Linked DNA regions of Mus musculus: region 2 is linked to region 1. A link is a contact called in public Hi-C data. All regions are on one chromosome and are shown on one strand. Each heading gives the region's core, a stretch centred on a gene start, on an enhancer-like site or on the middle of the called end of the contact. The rest is flanking DNA. Distances are from core to core; before and after follow the strand shown. Region 1 overlaps Mtap (methylthioadenosine phosphorylase). Region 2 overlaps Gm12610 (predicted gene 12610).

Region 1 (3,511 bases), core at 1,009-3,508:
TCATGAAGTCAGAGACGAGAGATAGATGCCTCCTCCCTGCTGTGGTTTGGCACGGGCCTTGTGTAAACAGGCCAGATTCTAAGAAGAGCCTTGGCCGAGTTTAGAAGCATAGTTGTTTGGATTGCTTAGCCTTTCTCTTGTTACTTATCAGCTTTGTAGCTTATACTTACTTCTTAAAGGTTCGTTGTAGAGTGTTGCATAGGGGGCCTTCTCCTGGGGGACTCTGCTGGCTTCTCCCCAATGTTGACACACTCTATTGTCTCTTCCTGAATTTCTGGGCACACCTGGTCCCTCCATTTAACACCATGACCAAAAGGCAGGTTGTGGAGGAAAAGGTTTATTTAGATTACACATTTAGATAATAATTCATCTTTGGAGGAGATTGGGACAAGAATTCAAGCAGGGCTGGAACTTGGAGGCAGAAGCTGATGCAGGGTCACGGAGGGGCGCTGCTTACTTCCTTGCTCTTCATGGCTTGCTCAGCCTGCTTTCTTTTAGAACCCAGGATCACCACCAGCCCACCTACCGTGGACTGGGCCTTCCCCACGATTAGTGAGGGGAAAAATTGAGAAATTGCTTTGCAGCTGGACCTCATGGATGCATTTTCTCAACTGAGGCACTGATGAATCTAACTTGGGTCAAGTTGACACACAAAACCCACCAGTACAGATACTATTTTAGATCCTGTTGTTTGGGTAGAGGAAATGTAATACAGCCATCCCATTCGAGAGGCTGAGGTCCCAGGGGCAGGGACTTCCGGCAATGTCTTCATGTATCCTTTCTTCCTGTGCCATCAATATCTGCTGCATCACTGAAGTCATTGATTGGACAGGAAGGAAGGATATATGTAGAAATTGTGGGTGTGAGTCTTTATTTTAAACTTAAAACAAAATTCATAGAGACAGAGTAACTTCTGTGACTCAAAATACCAGGTCAAGCAATGCCTGCCCTTCAGTATCCTTACCTGTTAATGTAAGAGTTCTGCGGGTATTGGGTTCTGATATGTTCCTTCTCAAGCTTTTTGGTTGGTTGGTTGTTTTTTTTTTTTTTTTCCCAGCTTGTCCTCTTGCAGGAAGAATAGGAGAGGCCTGGGTTTGCTCTCGCTCTGACTCATCAGGAAAGTCCCGCACTAAATACATGGGCTGATATGATAGATGATGCCTATGTATTTCACCCTCCTCCTCCTAGAGACACAGCCCTACCTTGGGCTTCCCCGGTGATGTCATCGTTGAAGGCTGAGGTCTTGTAGGGGTGTGCTCTGGTGTCCACACAGGTCTTCTTTCATCTTGAGTGTGTCCACTAGAGTCTAACGGTTAGAAACGGACTCCTGAGCGAGATGACTTGCACCTGGGACCTCACCCCTGAGGAGTGCACAGTAGGGCCATTGTTTGAGGGTAGTTCTGGATACCCAGATTACATAATGACAGCACCCTGTCTAAAACAGGAAGGGAAGGCACGGAGACCCATGATGCAGAGTTTCCCAGGGGCCTTTGCTCCGTCCCACCCCTCTGAGAGGCAAGTGTGGACAGGACAGGACCATCCTGTTTCTCTGGCTTCTTGTGTGTGTCCTCACTCTGCTGAGAAAGTCATCTTCAATGTTATAAAGAAGCAGATACTACTGGGCATACACTCACTGCATGCCTCTGCCCTCCCTTCCATCTATAACTTGTGTCCGAGTTTTCCTTTTGTATCTAGCAAAGTCAACAACCCCCAAGAAGTAGTTTGTCCTTGGAGTCTGCTCTGGAATCTAGTTTCGTTAGAGCTCTTCACAGTCTCACCACATTCCTGTTGTAACAACTGAGCTGTGGAGCTGAGTGCCATGGTCAGTTAATGGCAGGCACTCCGTGATCATCCTCTGATTGATGCTTGAGAAGACCTAGGGACAGAGATGCTGCTACATACTAGCAAGTGGACCCAAACTCAGGTGATTCGAGCCTGTCCCCTCAGCTCCCGCTCTCCCGCCCCAGTGAGATGGCTCAGATTTTGTAACTGTCTTCTGGCACTTACTCGTTTGTAACACTGCCACACCCTCAGTGAGCCTGGCTGGAGCCACCTGTCCCTCTTCTGTCTCTGAGTCTCCATCACAACATCTTGTTCCGTGTGCATGCTCAAGCCTACCTTCTCTCCCTGCAAGCATTCTGGACAGTTCTCCCCCTTTCCACCTGACAGCCCCTTTAGCTGCTTTCTATAGCTTCCTGTAAATAAGACATGAACTGGCCACAAGTGATGTCTAGGGGGCTGTCCTCTGGGCTTTGGAAAGCAGAAGTTAAACTGGCAGAAATGATGTTCTGATTAGCTATTCTCATAGACTGACTCAGCCCTTCCTATAACTTGGTGTAAATTGTTCCAACTTGTGGATACGTGCTTTGTTAACTCTTGCCACTTTTCTAGGAATGGTTTCTGTTTTGAGGTTTTTTTGGGGAGGTTGGTTTTTTTTGAGACAGGGTTTCTCTGTGTAGCCCGCTGGCCTTGAACTCAGAAATCCACCTGCCTCTGCCTCCTGAGTGCTGGGATTAAAGGCGTGCACCACCACGCCCAGCTCTAGGAATGGTTTCTCACATAAGTTCATATTTAGAAAGCCCCGAAACTTTGCTTGTTTCTCTTTTTCCAAGTGAATGTGAGTGATTATGATGCAATAGACAGGAAGACAAGTTAGCTGTGAATAATTCAGGAGTGAAAGAAAATGTCACATTCCACTCTTAGGAACTGGCAATTTCTTAAATATAACTATTGCTGTTCAAAGTGGACATTTTTAAAAAGGTCATCTGACCCACTAGTGGAATTTAAAATGCTAAAGCTTTTCTAGCCAACTTTTTTCCATTTACAGTTTACAATCCTAAGCATAAAAGCACACAGTGGTACTTTTTCCTGCATATAGTATATCTATGTGTGGCTATTGTTTCCCCGGTAAACAGATAAAACCACTTACATCAACCTGGAACAAGTTGGAACACTTGGGAACCAATAACAGCATTAGTAAATGTTACTGTCCCTTTTTACACACAGACAGACTGAGATTCTAGGACTGTCTCTTTCAGAGTCTTGAGCAAAGGCTTCATTGATGCAGTGTTGAAATCCTAACCCTTAAGGGAACGAGGTCAGATTTGTTCCTGCAACTCCCATCAGAGTTAAGATTTCTGTGATTGTCATTTTTGTATTGTTTTTTTTTTTCTTTTTTGAAGATTTTTTTTAAAAGAATCATTTATTGTATTTTATGGATATGAACTTTGCCTGTGTGTATGTGTGTGCACTGCATCTGTGCGGTCAGAAAAATGTGTTAAATCTCTTGGAACTAGAGTTGTAGATGGTTATGAGCTACCATGTGATGCTAGGAACCAAACTCAGGTCTTCTGTAACCAACAAGTACTTTAAACACTCCCAAGAATCATGTTTGTTCTTATGTTGCCTAGTGTACTGTTAGCAAGATCTCATTAGCAGACTATAAGGAGGAATAACGAAGCCTCTTCATTGAACAGTCTCATCACTGAGGTTTAAACATCCATTAGGTTCG
Region 2 (3,508 bases), core at 400-2,899, 340 kb after region 1:
AGAGCCTCACAGTGACTATGCATTCCATCACTGAGCTAAATCTTCAAGCCTGTTTTTAGGTTTTTTTTTTTGTTTTTTGTTTTTTGTTTTGTAGGATAGTGTCTCACTAAGTTGCCCAGGTTGGCCTTGAATTTACTCTGTAGTCTAGGCTAGTCTCAGACTTGCAGTTCCTGCCTCTATTTCCTAAGCAGGCCTCTGATATGAAGACTGATGACCATGTACATTTTTTAAAAAATAAATGCATAAAATAACAAGAGGCCCTAAGCTGATTAAAATGAGTAATAGAATCCTAATAAGCACAAATGATGTTTAGTGGTAATTAGAACAGTTGTCATAATATGAAAATATCTGACATATTAGAGAAAATGCTCGTTATTATTCTAATGACCACAATTTCTGCTTTTTCTTCTCATAATAGTCAGAAATACTAAGTTATGAGACACCAGTTATAAAAACAAATACATAGCATTTCCCTACTCCATTTTATAGATCCTGTGAATGGAAGGGGCTATGGAGCCCACGTAAGGACCTTTGCTTTGAGCTGGTCACTTACTGCTGTCAGGGGCATGATGGCACCAAAAACCTGGTAATCTTTCAGACTAGGATTTCAGCTTTACTTTCATTACTGGATCCTCACAGAGATGGTGGTTCGAGGCCCTTTGATTTCTCTGGTTGAAGGATTTTGCCTGTAGGTGTCTGATGCAGATTTTCTTTTCTCACACACTGGCTACAAGGGTGACATGGGAGAGTTGCTCAGTGTGCCTTTGACACCATTGTCTTTTGGGAATCCCAGCTTCGGGGCTGTTTTTCAACTTATTGGCATGGAGTCCTAGGTCCTCCTGAATCACAAAGACCCACAAGGCAAATGCTGATTCTGGTCCTTGGATGGCTCTGTGGTTATGTGATTTCTCGTCACTTCTGATCTCTCAGAATTTCCCTGACTTTCTCAGATACACATTCATTTTTCAAAAGAAAATCACTCTACAAAGCTTCCGTTTTTGTTTCCTGTTGGATGACCTTCTCCTGAGAGGGTTTCTTTGGGTAGCTAGAATATTGTCCTGATTCTGATCAAATTAATCTTGCCTAATCCTGTTTGATGCTTGCAGACATCCTATGACATAGCTCATCAGAGATGAAGAGAGGAGAAAGTAAGCAGCCTTTTGGTTTGATCAATAAATGAGTGAATTTTTATGCTACCACATAAATGAGTAATGGTGTATTTTGAGGTTATGCGACATGCCATCACGTTGACGAATTAGGAATACCCCTCTTTGGAGAGAGTGGTACCTTTTTAACTTGCTCCAGGAAAAATAAAAAGAAAAAATAAAAAGAATTTATATACATTGCCATTATAAACAGTCTTTTAAGAGAAAAGTTCTCTGAAATGGACCCACACTGTCCTGTCATTTACTACCCCCTCTTCTACACTGCTAGGTGTGTTTCTCTTCTTCTCCTCTCCTCCTTCTTCATCCTCCTCCTCTCCTCTCTTCCCTCCTTCTTCTTTTTCATTTTATTAATTTTTTTTTAAAAAAAAACCAGCCTCATTATGAAGTTCCTGCATTTCTACTCTGTACCATGGCCTGATGGGCTCCTTGCTCATTTTTCTGGGGATTGCGAGGTGTCTGGTGTCTGTCTTGCAGTGTTCCTTGTTGAGATGAGTCACAACAGAAATGCAATCTCAGACATTTCTTCTGCCGTGCAGCAGACCATGAAGCAAAGCAGAGGGCAATCTGTTTATAAGTCAAACAACTACACTTGCAGAGAAAGCTAAGCAGTCAGCTTTGTCCAGGCTGGGAAGCCAATCTTACTGAATTTCTTTGCTTGGGCTACTACAAAATGAGCTCAACACAATACACAGGTCTACTGGGTCCCTTAAAGAAGCCTGCACAGGGGTTCACCTAAGCTGCACAAAAAATCTCCATCAGTTTCTCTCATCCCCCTCCCCCTTTCAATCGGCAAGTGTTTTGTAAGCACCTGCAGTGAGCAGACAGCAAGCAAGGAGGTGGTAAAATCCACAGGGAAGCATAAGGAAATGATTAACACGTTTGGTTTGTTAGGACTGCTAAGTGCAAATGGCCTTAGAGGCATAAAGCGCTGGCTCCACACATTTGTCTTTCTACTCTGCTGCCCGTATTTTTGCTGGTTTTCCCCAGCTGGCCTTGCTGGCCCCTCAAGGTTTTTCTTTTTCTTCATTCTTTTCCTGTCTTCCTGCGCATGTGCCAATTGATTACTACACATTATCAGTGCTTTCTCTCAAGAGCAGGCCATCTCAGGTCAGGCCCCTCATTCTGAGCCCTCCTAGGACTAACTGAGGTACTTCATCATATAGACACATTTCCCCCCGGAACTTCTCTCGTCTCTTTTCTGTTCCAGCCCCAGCAGTTTATACCTGCCCACCTGCTTTGGCTTTTTCTCTTGCTCATTTACGCACTTATTTATGTGTGTTAACTTCCCAAGAATTCTCTCTTAACATTTCAAAAGTATCTCTCATCTTTCATTATGAGTTGTTTGCAACTCCTACAAACCTAATGCTGCAAAATTAGTTCTTATATTTTTTGAGATTATAATATAATTAATTACATCATTTCCCCCTTCCCTTTCCTTCCTTCAAAGCTTCCCATAAACCCTTGCTTGCTCTTTCTCAGATTCATGATGTCTTTTTTATTCATGATTGGTGTGTGTACACACACACACACACACACACACACACACACACACACACATATATATTCCTAAATATATATGTACAACTGCTCAACCTGATTAATATTACTTGTACGTATGCGTTCAGGGCTGACCACTTCGTGTTACATAAGCAATAATTGGTTATTGGATAATTAGTGTGCCCTTCCCTGGGGAAGACTATTTTCCCATTATCAAGGTTCCTTAGTTGAAAATCTGATTTTTTTTTAATCTTCAACAACTCAGAAATATTTCAATATGTGTGGAAGTTTTTTTAAATTCATCTGACTACTGGGGCTAAATTTAGCCAAGGCATTGTCATTGTACAGAGTCAAACTTCATAGGCTTATTGTTAGTTGCAAGATGTGACTATACACAAAATAACCATAAAAGTTGTAGTCATAGAATAAATACCGATTGGCCAAACAGTGCATCTCCTCTCTTCATTTGTCATTTCCTTTCTTTCCTCATGTAATTATTTCTTCATTTGTTTCTTTACCTACGTCTGGAAGAAAATACTCTACGTGGCCATCATTGTTCCTAGTGCATGGGAGGTACAGGGTGGCATAGGAGGATGTGGGGCCTACCCTGGAAGATGGGGAGGTGTGTTGTTTGAATATGCCAAGAAAAAAAAATAAAACAGGTTGCATACTACCATGTCCAGTGTGCCTTTGGTTTAACCCTCTTTGAGATCCCTTGGTCATCTATTATCCCGGGGGAATTTTGTTAGATTCACATTTCCAGTGTGGTGACAGATGTGCGTTACATTTAAATGAAGCCGGAGCACAACACAGTGCCTTACTGAGGCGTAATGCAGCAGTGCCTT

What was found. A called contact is a pair of places that touch in the nucleus more often than the background predicts.
Region 2: a Hi-C map of bone marrow-derived macrophages shows a contact between it and region 1, with 18 read pairs. The contact joins two enhancer-like sites. A contact is called at or near these places in 4 of 484 Hi-C or Micro-C datasets (the C2C12 cell line, bone marrow-derived macrophages, nephron progenitors and 1 more), 2 of 115 datasets of contacts at active chromatin or transcription factors (acute myeloid leukemia and stem cell-derived neural progenitor cells) and 2 of 9 other capture datasets (adipose tissue and liver).

What each region holds. Positions count from the first base shown.
Region 1 is chr4:89,162,638-89,166,148 of GRCm38.p6, forward strand. All of the region lies in intron 4 of Mtap (methylthioadenosine phosphorylase), which reads left to right. Among named protein-coding and RNA genes, the nearest start is that of Gm26490, 19 kb to the right of the region's middle. Within about 2 kb of position 2,259, at least 56 of the 459 cell types and tissues checked have an H3K27ac peak or open chromatin away from gene starts, as enhancers often do. A contact at or near this core is called in bone marrow-derived macrophages, where this site is marked.
Region 2 is chr4:89,506,597-89,510,104 of GRCm38.p6, forward strand. The region is part of intron 7 of Gm12610 (predicted gene 12610); the gene reads left to right. Among named protein-coding and RNA genes, the nearest start is that of Dmrta1, 180 kb to the right of the region's middle. Within about 2 kb of position 1,650, at least 40 of the 459 cell types and tissues checked have an H3K27ac peak or open chromatin away from gene starts, as enhancers often do. A contact at or near this core is called in bone marrow-derived macrophages, where this site is marked.